Linked DNA regions of Sus scrofa: region 1 is linked to region 2. The links are chromatin contacts, called in public HiChIP or PLAC-seq maps. All regions are on one chromosome and are shown on one strand. The core of a region is the stretch at or near the end of the contact, and the rest is flanking DNA. Distances in the headings are between cores, read along the strand shown. Region 1 holds the start of SPRYD7 (SPRY domain containing 7). Region 2 overlaps LOC110255810 (a long non-coding RNA gene).

The links. HiChIP or PLAC-seq counts read pairs in DNA pulled down with a chosen protein or histone mark.
Region 1: a contact with region 2 is called in an H3K27ac HiChIP or PLAC-seq map of alveolar macrophages. The contact joins the promoter of SPRYD7 here to the enhancer-like site in region 2. A contact is called at or near these places in 4 of 5 promoter capture datasets (fetal liver, fetal skeletal muscle and liver), 15 of 47 Hi-C or Micro-C datasets (blood, embryonic fibroblasts, epiblast stem cells and 8 more) and 1 of 2 datasets of contacts at active chromatin or transcription factors (alveolar macrophages).

Annotation. Positions count from the first base shown.
Region 1 is chr11:17,844,926-17,851,121 of Sscrofa11.1, reverse strand. It overlaps SPRYD7 (SPRY domain containing 7), which reads right to left and starts at 2,111. Exons shown (of 5, transcript NM_001243529.1): 1 at 1,978-2,111. The coding sequence starts at 2,083. It overlaps TRIM13 (E3 ubiquitin-protein ligase TRIM13), which reads left to right and starts at 1,117. Exons shown (of 4, transcript XR_002336667.1): 1 at 1,117-1,713.
Region 2 is chr11:17,289,486-17,296,539 of Sscrofa11.1, reverse strand. The region is part of intron 1 of LOC110255810 (a long non-coding RNA gene); the gene reads left to right. Among named protein-coding and RNA genes, the nearest start is that of DLEU7, 320 kb to the right of the region's middle. Within about 2 kb of position 5,694, at least 22 of the 83 cell types and tissues checked have an H3K27ac peak or open chromatin away from gene starts, as enhancers often do. A contact at or near this core is called in alveolar macrophages, fetal liver, fetal skeletal muscle and 3 more, where this site is marked.

The DNA.
Region 1 (6,196 bases), core at 862-3,361, 560 kb before region 2:
AAGTGTGCTCCTCATATATCAACTTAAGATCAATGCATGCTTTAAACTATTCCTAGCTTGATAAGCCTCTCCTATTATTTTCTAAAATCAGGTTGCTTCTGTGATTGAAGAATTTGAATTCACCAGAAGACAGGATAAGAAAAAGTTTCCACGCAGGTAGAAAACTGGGAAATGACATTACTGAAAGACGCTATGCAGCTTTGGAAAAGGAGAACATAGTGGAACAAGCACAAGTGACCAGCTCTTTGTAGAAGAGACCAGAGAAAAGGAATACTTTACAGAGTAGATTGTAGTAATTCAGGATTTTGGCAGTAGAGACAGAAAAGAACTAAAGCTGATCATAAGCTCCAGGAACTATGCGTGTTGCCAGCATCTAAAACAATGCCTGCCATCTGAGAGTCATCCAATAAATATCAGTTGAGCGAATGAATAAATGGAATGGAAACATTTTCTCAGGGAAATTATAGGATTTGAACATCTGTCTATAAACGATGATGAATAAGTAATAATTTAAAGAGATATACACATACATTTACATGTATTTATGTATTACGCTGCTGCATTAAATTTAGGAGACATAAGGATTAAAATTAAACACCCCTGGAGTTTCCATCGTGGGGCAGTGGAAACGAATCTGACTAGGAACCATGAGGTTTCAGGTTTGATCCCTGGCCTTGCTCAGTGGGTTAAGGATCCCACATGGCGGTGAGCTGTGGTATAGGTCACAAATGGGGCTCAGAACCTGCATTGCTGTGGCTGAGGCATAGGCCAGCAGCTACAGCTCTGATTAGACCCCTAGCCTGGGAACCTCCATATGCTTCAGGTGCGGCCCTACAAAAAGACAAAAAAAAAAAAAAAAAATTAAATTAAATACCCCAATAAAAAGCAGTATATAATTACATTTGTGGTTTAGTTCATGCTATAGAAATATAATGGGAAGAGTGTCTCTAGAATTATAAAGAATCTAGGCAGGAGAGGGTTTTGCTATAAATATTAAGAAATCCCTTTCTTACTTTAATGTACTGTCCTTTAGCCAAAGAGAAATGTGGGAAAAACTGAAAGTGCATATATATATATTTAGAAGAGAATAATCCACAAAAAGATAGTACTCTGAAATACTTAGTGGGAATCTCTCCTTCTAGAACCATACTCCAGAAACATGAAACTACATGGGACAGTCTAAGAACAGAAACAATAATAAGGTTGTGAAAGAGGCTACAGAGGGGAGAGGAAGAATGTGAGAGAAGCTATATGTTCATGCGAAATTGGAAGGAAAAACATACATGAGAAGAAGCAAAGTGCTGTTTTATTTTTGCAACAGCCTGAATTGTTGGCAACAGACCAGTCAGATGAAATTACAACACCGCTAAGCGTGACTAAGGAGGAGTCAGACAATGGGAGGTTTTAGTTGAAGTGACACGGTCTGACATGAGCTGTGACTTGAAGCTTCTGCAACTTGCCCTGTTTTGACATTAGTAGGTGAGAGGAAAATAATTTTCAATAAAACAACCGATAAATGATGGGCTAAGAGAAAGCTGCCTGGGCAGAAGGAGCCGAAATCAGCTAAAGCATTCTGAAAATGTATTGGATTTGACTGGAGCTCGCCCGTGGGACACCGTAGGAGGGGCACCACAGTACTATCGCTCCCCACGCCTGGGAACTTGTGCCGAGTCTCAGGATGCGACAGCTCGGAGGAGATTCCGGTGAGAACGGGTAGGTCCACCCACACACCATCTCCACTAGGCGAGGGCAGACAACACTGCGTAGCCTTGAACACAGAACCGGGCCGAAGTGGAGGCGGCCTGTGTCTGGAGGAGATCCGCCAGACCCGGCCGAGGGCAGCGTCGCAGGGCGAGGGCAGGGGGCGGGGCCCGGCGGGGCCCGGCCGCGCGTGGTGCTCGCGACCCCCGACTGACCCCGACCCGCACCGCCCGACTCGGGGTGGGCCGTTGGGTCACGGGAAGGGAGGGCCCTTACCCATGTGTTGCGTGTCCAGCTGCACGGCCGGCATCTCTTTCAGAGGGATGTGGCCCGTCCCGCCATCTCTGCAGCACCGCAGGCAGCAGAACACCGAGGAGGCCATGTCTCAGGGACCGCCGACGACACCGCGACCCACCGCCCCTAGACCGCGGCGACTCCCGCCCCTACCCCTCCGCTCCGCCTCCTGCCCCCGCCCGAGCGCCGGAGGGAGTCTGTGGGGCGCAGAGGCTGGTACAGCGACGCCCCTGGCGGGGAGGGTGCAGCGCAGTCTGAGGCGAAGCCTGCCTGGGCGGAAGATACCGAGGATCGGCCGGCGGGCGGGGCTGGGGGCGGGGCGGGGCAGAGGGCGTGGCGGCCGGGCGGTGAACCGCGTGCGCCTGCGCGGAAAGGTTTTTCCCTTTTGTGCCGCCCCGCTTATGTAGGTATTTCTGTACTGACCCGGGCTCGAGCTGACTTGCGTTCTCATTTAGCTCAGGTGTCCTTGGATGCTGTAGTTTAAAAACTGCCCCCCACTTCGACATTATTTTAGGCATTAGTTGGCAGTGGCAAATTTGCCTGGGGGAGTGGGAGCTGATTTAAAACAGCCCGAAGATGTCCTCCCTCCACGCCCAGGACTGAGAGAACTTCGCCTTCGCGAAGAGCCTCTGGCCCCCTCTCACCGCCCCCCGCCGTGGCTGGTTTCTGGAGAATTTTCTCAAATCATGAACAGACGCACAGGGCCCAGGAGTAATGGCTGTTAGTAATTGCACAGTGGCTATGCATCCAGGGCTCTTGAGTCGACTCCCCTGCTGCATTTTAGGTGCAGAGACGAGTTTCCCGTTGAGGGGCGTACTGGAGGCCACCCCGGGAGGGGACTCCCTGGGGCAGGGCTGGAGGGCGATTCTTGACCTGTCTCTTCCAAATTCAGCGGCATGGATAATGGGTTCTAATGAGTGTAATGGGAACCCCTGAGTCAGCGGTTCAGGGGAAGGACTGAGTTCCTACAGCCTGTTGTTTCCTGTTTCCATGTAGGAGCCTCCCGTTTGGGAGCACCAGTCATCTGGTGCACTACTTAGATCATCCGCATCCTGATCCATTTTCCATCTTCAGATACCACTTGTCGCCTGGAGAAAGTCTGGGACGACCTCTAGAATTAATCTGGCTTAAACCTCTGTTGTCAAATAAGGTTCCATCTGAAGACTTCCCCAGGATTCAAGCCCTGGGAGACCTGACGCAAAATGCCCCCTCAGTATGTAATGGGTTCTTCGACATAACTTCTTAGTGACAAATATCTTTTATGGTGAATTTTTCCCTTCAGAATGGGAGAATTTTTTTTCAAGGTCCTGAGTTTCTTGGATGTTTATACAAACGGTGTTTTCATTACAATACTTATGAAAATCTCAAAGATTTGTACTTTGAGGTTTATTTATCATAGGATTAATACCAGAGGTGATTGCTGAAGCCCTCACTGCCTATAAAGTACTTTCCTGGTGATCATTTTACACATGAAATTTTCTTTTGCTGAAAAACTTGACCATTTGGAGAAGTGTTAGTGTCCTAGTTTTTCCCTTTGGGAAGGAGTGGGGAGTTGAATGTTGCAGAGACAAAAATTTTCTGCATATCTGTGAGGTAGGCACTCTTTCTTACACACACTCACCGAATTCTTGAAAAGTTTGAGAGTAAATATTGTCCCTGTGTAAGTGAAGAGATGGGCTTGAAGGGATTAAATAATTTGTGTAGCCTCAAATGACTAGGAAATAAACAAGGTAGGATTCAAAACCCATGACTCTGACGGAGTCTGTATTTGCTCCACCAGATCATGCTGCTTCTCAAATTCTAAAGTTCTAACTCTTGCAATTAATGCTATAATCCTTTTAAATGTGCTCTTAGTTCAAAATACAGATTTGTACTTAATTTCTGTATGTTTTGTTAATCTCCAAATTAACCATAAACTTCCATAACTCATGTATAAGCAATAAAGTAAAATAAAATTTGTTGTTATAAGGTAAAATATTTTATTCACAAACATTATAAAAGTAATACGTGTGTTAAATATATAATAAATGTAAGTGTATTGGATTTGACTGGAGCTCAGGCCAATCAAGTTAGTCACATGTTCAATGAAAAGCCAGGCTGTTAGATGGCTGTGAACTGGCCTTTACTGTAGAGGCAGAATTGCCTGTAGTCTTGCTTGGTTAGAAAACTATTTGCTGGGGCACTGCCCAGTGCACTTTGCCCACAGTGTAGCAATTCAAGTGTACTCAGCAGTATGAAGCAAGCAAAACCGGTTAGGCCCAGAAACAGACTTCCCTGCCTTGGCAGATGAATGCCATCCGAAAACTCACAGACCTTACTCCTTCTTATAGCTGGGATTCTATTATCCTTTCATTATTGTTTTCAAAGAAATAAGCCTTTCTTTTTGAAAAGCACAATGTTAGAGATGTTTTGACAGTCTTTCACAGCTATCGCTTTAAATAACCATCACAAATAAAGCCTAAAAAAGTTTCCCAATAGTTAGTTAGAAGGTCATTTATCTAAGTCAAAAGCAATAACAGAAAATGACTACTTGAAAAAAAAAAAGTCTGTCTGCTTAAGCAACATATGCCAGGAACTTAAGAACTGATAGGACGATAATGTAAAGCATGTGTTTCCGAGTCAAGTTAAACATCATGCTCAGGATTTTCTTTAATGGTTTTTATGCCAGCCAGACATCTCCTGTTAGTGAACTTCACTCTCTGGACTGGGTCATGCATAATGGTTTCTTTCTTAAAAACTCATTTATCAGTTATTAAGTCAAACTTTTTTTCTTGGAGTAATCCAAGCCACATTTGCGATCTTTTGAAAATCAGAAACATTACAAAAACTGCATACTCCTAAAACTTAAAAATATTTTGGGGGTCTTGATCTATTCATTATTGTAATTTTGAGTAATAATAACTGACATTATGTGGTGCTTACTATTTCTAGGCATTGTTCTAAGTACTTTTTATAAACTAATTTAATCCATGTAACAACCCCATGAGGTCAGACTATCTTCCACTTTACAGATGAGGAAGCTGAGGCAAAGAAAAGATAAGAGCTGTTGGTCACATAGCCAATTAGAAATGAAGTTGGATTCACACCCAGGCACGTCTAGCTCTAGAGTCTGTGTTCTTAGCCACTAGGCAGTCTGCCTTCTTAGGGTGCTACATTTAAGAAAAAATTCCCAATTTGTTTTCTTCTCATCCCTTACCTAAGAAGTTGATATTTAAATTTACTTGGCATTAATTGCATGTATTTAATCTGGATTTGCTGAATTATAAATTATATTACCTACATTCAACAACCAAAAGTAAATAAGAAAAATAACACTGAGAACCTTCTACTTGCAACAGACTGATATTAGTCATCTTGCAGCTCTGCCGTTGGCAGTACCATCAAACATTTCTCAGCAGTGCCCTTCATAGGGTGTCTCTAAATGGCACAGAGAAAAGGATATTTAGTGCTTTTAATTGATAAGACACTTAAGCCAGATTGGAGACTTGGAAAATATAGAGATCATAAGGAAGGAAAAAGAAGATGGGATAGAAGAAAGGAATTTGATAGAGATACAGAAAAATAAGAACCGTAGAGGATAAAGCAGAATAATTTCTGAATGTCGAAAAGACGACGCCAAGAGCAAGTGTTCTATAAATTTGGTTGCAGGGAATAAAAAATGATTTACCAAAAACTTTCAACCTGGAAATGCTATACCTTGACCTCCTTACGTTTCATGGCAGATAAAGCAGGCTGTCTTAACAGAACTCTGAGGGGAGTTCTGTGATCCCTCCCCGACTTGAAGTTCTCTTACTCAAGATGCAAGTGTCCTAGGGTACTTCTAAATAAATTATAAGTAAAACTGCTGCAATGATTAAGGAAAAGAGACATTGGGGAATTTTTGCTTTTGTTTTTGTCTTTTTAGGGCCGCACCTGTGGCATATGGAGGTTCCCAGGCTAGAGGTCCAATTGAAGCTCTAGCCACCGGCCTACACCAGAGCCTCAGCAACGTGAGATTCAAGCTGCGTCTTCAACCTACATCACAGCCCAAGGCAACACCAGATCCTTAACCCACTGAGCGAGGCCAAGGATTGAACCTGCATCCTCCTGGATACTGGTCAGGTCCCTCAACCACTGAGCCATGACAGGAACTCCTGGGAATATTTTTTTTTTAACAGGAGACAAAGCAAAGGGCAGTAGCACAGTAGGCTTTCCATTTTCA
Region 2 (7,054 bases), core at 4,445-6,944:
TGAGTATTTATTCAAAAGTTTCAGTTATACAAGATAAGTTCTGGAAATCTAATGTACAACATGGTGACAATAGTTAACAATACTATATTGTTACTTGAAATTTGCTAAGAGAGTAGAATTTCAGTGTTCTGACCACGTACAAAAAGAAAAACAAAATGGGGAGTTCCCGTCATGGCGCAGTTGTTAACGAATCCAACTAGGATCCATGGGGTTGCGGGTTTGATCCCTGGCCTTGCTCAGTGGGTTAAGGATCCAGCGTTGCCGTGAGCTGTGGTGTAGGTTGCAGACGCGGCTCGGATCTCGCATTGCTGTGGCTCTGGCGTAGGCTGGTGGCTACAGCTCCGATTCGACCCCCTAGCCTGGGAACCTCCATATGCCACGAGAGCGGCCCAAGAAAATGGCAAAAAGACAAAAAAAAAAAAAAAAAAAAAAAGAAAAAACAAAATGGTACTTGTGAAGTGGTGGATGTATTAGTTAGCTAGGTTGTGGTGATCAGTTCACAGTGTATACCTATATCAAAATATCAAGTTGTACATAATACATAATATTATATGATTCAGTGTACATAATTTTTATTTGTCTGTTACATCTCAAGAAAGCTGCAAAAAGAAATATGAAAATTTTTGTATTTTTCAATACAAAAAAACCCCCAAAATTCACTGCTAACCCAAGATCACCTAGATTTTCTCTAATGTTATCTTATAGAAGTTTCATATTGCGCATTTTAATTAAAGGTCTATGGCACATTTTGAATACATTTTTATAAAAGATGAAAAAAAGGTGAAATTTTAAGTAAAGAACAAATCTTTTTTTTTTTTTTTTTTTTTTTATTTATTTTTTTAAGGACAGATAGTCCTTTGCAGTTTGGGGGCTTTGCATTAGACTATGGCCATTATACATCATCCCGAGCTCCTGCTGCCTTTACCAGGCATGAAAGAATGGTGAGTTTCTCTGGCAGCCAACTCTGCTCTATTGCTTGATGTTTACATGATGTGGGCTGAAGACAGCTCGATAGCTAGTTTGGCATCTTGGCAATTATTTCTTGTCACATTGTAGATTGCTGCAATCTAGCACATCAGATGGTCCCCTAGACTGTACATTTTAGTCTTATTCTGGTAGTGGTCATTCCCTTGCTTTACAATATGAATCTAGATTCATGATACCAACTTTGGGATTTTTTTTGAATTATTTTATTGTGGTAAAAATGCATAACATGAAATTTACCATCCTAACCATTTCTAAGTGTACAGGGAAGTGGTAAGTACATTCACATTGTTGTGTAACCAATTTCCAGAAGTTTTCCATCTTGCGAAACTGAAACTTTATACTTAGTGAACAGCTCCACATTCTCCCTAATCCCAGCCCCTGGAAACTGTTCTACCTTCTGTTTCTGTGAATTTGACTATTCTCGATAACTCATGTATGTGGAATCATACAGTGTTTATTTTTTTGTGACTGGCTTATTTCACAGAGCATAATGTACTCGAGGTTCATACATGTTATAGCATGTATCAGAATTTCCTTCCTTTTGAAGGCTGCTTAATATTCTATCATGTATCAGATTTTGTTTATTCATTCATTCCTCAATGGACACTTTGATTGCTTATGCCTCCAAATCTGTATTGCTAAGGATTCAGCATAGTTTGAGTGGCAATACTGTTCTGTTAATATTTATATAACAATCTGTCCCAAGGCCGCAATCATATTAATATATGAAACGTCTTTTCCCTAAAAAGCACTTTACTGATGTTAAGACAAATCTTTAACTTGAAATAAAGCAACAGGAAAGCTACATGTTCTTTCACTGTTATACTGGAACATTTTCTAATAGGTCCACCTAAGGATTATCTGATTCTTTAAGGAAATGCCCCTTATTTGACATACTATTTGCTGTTGATTAAGACTCAGACCCTATGAAATGTTAATTTGTAGACTTTGTTACATAATGAAGCAAGTAATTTATTTTTTCAAATTTTTATTGAAGTATAGTTGGTTTACAATGTTGTGATAATTTCTGATGTAGAACAAAGTGATTCAGTTATACACATACATACATCTATTCTTTTTCAGATTCTTTCCCCACATAGATCATCATAGAACATTAGGCAGAGTTCCCTGTACTATACAGCAGGTCCCCATTAGCCAGTCATTCCATATACCACAGTGTGCATATGCCAGTCCCAAACCCCCAGTCCATCCTCCTCCCCACCTGTCCCCTTTGGTAACCATAAGTTTGTTTTCAAACTCTGTGAATCTGTTTCTGTTCTGCAAGTAAGTTCATTTGTATACTTTTTTAGATTCCACATGTAAGTGATACCATATGATGTTTGTCTTTCCCTAATTTCATTTAGAATGATAGTCTCTAGGTCCATCCATGTTGCTGCAAAGTGCATTATTTCATTTGTTTTCATGGCCAAGTAATATTCCATTGTTTGAAAAGACATATGCACTCCCATGTTCACTGCAGCAATATTTACGTTAGCCAAGACATGGAAGCAAACTAAATGTCCATTCATGGAGGGATGGATAAAGAAGATGTCGTACACATATGCACATATAGGCAAGTGGTTTAGATCTAGTAGAAAAAATGATTGTACTTATATTGCTATGTATGGCAGTAACCAGTATTCTGTCTTATCTAGCAGTCTTATTCAAACATTCATTCTCCACTTGCTCTTTGCACTAGCTTTCCCATTCTTCTTGCTTTTTCATTAAGGAATTAAATGATTTTTTTTGCAACACACTCATGTTTTGTTTTTCTGTAAGCTGTATTTATAACTTAAAAATTTTACAATTTTATTTCCTTCCTGTCAGAGCAGCCAGTGTAAATGACGATATTTCTTCATTTTAGTGAAGTTTTTTTCCCAAACTATACAGGACCCCCAACTGTGTCAGAAGAGTGAACATGAGATCTATGCTAGGATAAAGTAGAAAATGGCTTTCATCTAAATATAATTATGCATATAATTACAGACTGAGTTTTCTTTGTTTTTATTTTTTTTTAACGAAATCTGACAAACAATACAACAACAAATTTAGCTTATAAGTGTGTCCAAGTGTTTTAGTCTAATACTACGACAAAGCGTCGTGTTGATGCTTGTGCAGAGAACCACCAGATTTCTCTCCATCACAATTCAACTTTTCAACATGAGTCAGGACGCTTAAAAGGCCTCAAGGTGTGTTTCCCATGTCAGAGTAGGAAGGCTGGCTAAGCTCACAGGTTTTAACGAAGACATTAATAATAAATAAATACAAGGCGAAGTTTCCATAAACTCTGCATTCTTATACCCACCTGTAGCCAAACCTCCCTAATTTGGAGATATGCACCCCTTTTTTTGCAAAGCATTTATTATTATAGTTCTGCTCTGCACAGGCAAAGAGCAAATAACTGCGGCAAACAGGCCAGAGATACAATCATTCCCTGCTGATTCCTTTTCCTTTCTACCTAGGCATGTGTGTTTGTGTGTTTGTGGTACTGTTGCACCATACAGTCACACACCATGGAATTTTAAGTGTTCCAGAGATCCATTTATTTGATAATTAGTGAAGAGCAAGTAGCTAATTTTAAATGTGTACACCTAAAGATGAAGAACTTGGAGTTCCTGTCATGGTTCAGTGAAAACAAATCTGACTAGAATCCATGAAGATACAGGTTTGATCCCTGGCCTCACTCAGTAGTTAGGGATCTGGTGTTGCCATGAACTCTGCTGTAGGTCACAAATGCAGCTCAGATATGGTGTTGCTGTGGCTGTGGTGTAGGCTGGCAACTACAGCTCTGATTCATCAAACCCCTGGCCTGGGAACCTCCTTATGCCGTGGGTGAGGCCCTAAATAAAGACCAAAAAAGAAAAAAAAAGAAAAAGATGAAGGACTTATTCTCAAGGATGGAGGTAATATATTGGTTGCCTTCCTTTTTAATAACCAGTACCTAGAAGAGAGACCAGCATGAATTAATCAATGCCTTATTGAATTCTGAAATCTTGCTTCTTCTCTTGCCCCATGTGAAAGAGAATACTAAGGTAAATGGTAATTTCTAGAGTAAAATTAAAGGAAGATTAGAAAAGCAAATGATATATTTCGGTTAGTTAGTACAAGGCCATAGTGAACTCTGTTAAAAGCCTCTCATACAGCTTAATCATTGTCACATTGCAAACTCTACTTTGATAAAAAGAAAAAATTTTTAACTATGGCCTTCCTCGGTTTTCTCCATCGATGTGTGGGAGCTCTCCTCTGTGAGATCATCTGTTTGAATCTGACTCTAAAATTATTCAATCAGTCAATGTTCCATCCTAGTTTGATGGCCCTTTAGCTAACTCGGAAGGGTTGGGTGGTCTGAGAATACACAGATACCACCCTAGCATGGTGACTTGTTACTGTGGCATCCATGGTTGATAAAGAAACTTCTCTGCTGAAGTTGATGAGCCTCTGTCCATTTCTAGGAAGCCTTTCTTAATTCTGGTTTTATAATTTTATGAACTTTTGCTTTACAAGCAATACTTGAGTTTTGGGTTATTCGGGTCTTTTTAAACAAAACTGGTACCCAGGTTTTATTTTATTTTATTTTATTTATTTTATTTTATTTTGTGGTGGTGATACTTTGAATTCTTACTTTGATGTCATAATATTTCAGAAATAACCACAAGTGATTCTGTAATTCTTCCAAATGTTTTATTTTTAACCTGAAGTAACCATGGTCAATGTCAATAAATGTTTATTGTGTGTCAGCTGGGTATGAGCCCTGTCCCTGGCACTTAGGTCTGCTCCGAGTAATCTGTATTTCTAAGATGTTTCATTATCTGATTGCAGAGTCAGATATTTCCTCAAAGTGGTCTTCCTTGTCTCCTAAATTTTAAAATTAAGTTCCTGATTTTTGAAGATATTATCTGTAAAATGTGTGTCCAGTAATTTTCATTTACGAAGTACTTACTATGAGCCAGAAACAATTTTACAATGCATTTCCTAGTCTGAATCCCCACAAAAATTCACCGAGTTGAGGGATGACTCATGATTCCCATTTTAGTCATGAGAACAACTGAGGCTTAGTCAGAGCATATCATTTGTTTCAGGTTGCACAGCAAGTGTAGAATTGGAGTCAGGTCTTTGCTGATTTCACAGTTTCTCAGCTACGCTATGTCCAATTTGATATTTGTAGCTTTCTGTAAGCTCGCATCCAGAGCCATAATTCAGAAATTATGAGTCATTTGGTTTTACATTTTAAATCTTAGAAACCAGGACTGCTTCAGTGTATGTTTACCAACTTCTGAATAACTCTGTCCTTAATGTTATACATGACTCTTCTGTATGGTCTGGATTTCCAAGTTATTTCGAGAACTGATTATTTTGGTCAGACATATTTTAGAAGGGGACTTTAAGAGTGAAACTTACTTTAAATTCCCAATTATCCAGGGTATCTTATTTGAAGAAGAGAACAGCTGGCAGTTTTAATTCCCTAAGTGTTGAAATATTGTGGAAAAGAGAAACCCCAAACTAGCTTGCTAACAAATGGCTTAGTGAATGAATCAGCAGGAGTGAGCTCTCTCTGGTTCTTTTTGGATGTTTTCTATGTGTCCCCACAATTTGGGTGTAGTGTGATGAGCTGTTCTGCTGAGAAGCCAGAGTTGAAAGAATAAACAGGATTGACAGAATAAACAGAGTAAACCCTGATTGTGGAGGAAGGTTTACAAGTCAGCTTCCTTCTACAGCTTCAACTCACAGGCCTGGCCTAGCCTCTAGGGAGTGCACCAAAGCTTTCCCTCTGTGAACCGGTGGAAATAGCTGCATGCCTCCAATTTGTCTGGTTTCTTATTGATTAGGGAGGGCACAGGCTGCCAGTGGAGGAGCCCAGAAAGCTGGACACGGCTCAGTGAACAAACACATGCGCAGATGCACTGACAAGAGAGAGGGAGAGAGTGGGACACTGCACAGTGCCTGTGAATTCTCTCTCTCACACACACACACACACACACACACACACACAATGTCTTAATGGAAAATAAATGAATTTATTGATGTTGATCATTATGGCTGATACTTCAAATTAAATGTCACATTTGTCGAAAAATTTTTCCATTTTGTACTTGTCAAGTACTTCTCCTCTAAGGAGCCTTAAAGGCACACTCTGTTCTCTAAGAGCTGATCAGCTGGCACTGTTAAATGAGCAGCTTGGGTGGAGGATGGGCAGGAAATTGACAGTGAAGAAGGAGTTGTAAAGGGAAGAACAAACATCAAGCGCCCATGGTGGTCACTCAGCATTGGGAATCACAACTGGAGGAGCTGAGTGAGTCTGCAGCAGAGCTCATTTTATCAACAGGGCTATTTGGGCACCTAGGGACCTGGGCAGATTTCCTTGCTGAGAAGAGCTGTTATCTGGGAGTCAATTCTTAAGCCTTAAAGTCCTTGGCAGTGCAGTCCTGTGCTCTGAACCTGCTCCAGATGGTTCACAGAAGTTGTAGAATGTGTTTATAATTTGTGTCTAAGAACAGCTGAACTTTGGACCCCAGGTGATAGTGTCCAGAGGTGGACATGAGGGACAGTGACAGGGACGCATGTGCCTCCTAGGCTGGTTTGGATATCTCAGGATTGACTCCCAGTGACACTAGCCCCTAAGCTCTGGCCACCAGTGTACGCATGTAACATGAGCTCAGACAGCTCTGTTGACCCCCAGGACAGCTGCAGCTTGAGTTAATAGCACATAATTCAGCCCCTCACTGAGGCTTTCCTAGAAATCCAACCCTGAACTCTACATGGACACAGTCCAGGGACTCCTTTCCCATCTGAGAGAGCAAAAATACATCTTTTACATTTGTTCACTCGCAGCAGTTGGATGAAGCCACAGTCACCAGTGTCTCAATTCTTCCTGTTCTTCCTGTCCTGTGAGGCGCCACTGCTCTTCTTAGAGTGCTGTTTGTGAGACAGAATAGGGACACTCCATCCCACTTAGGATTCTTAGCAGAAGAGAATCCTGATTCCTAGTCACTGGGAAACAGGTACAGCTGAGACACAATGAAATTTGAAGGTCCAGGTCTGGGGGAGAAGGATGGAACAGTGAGTTGAG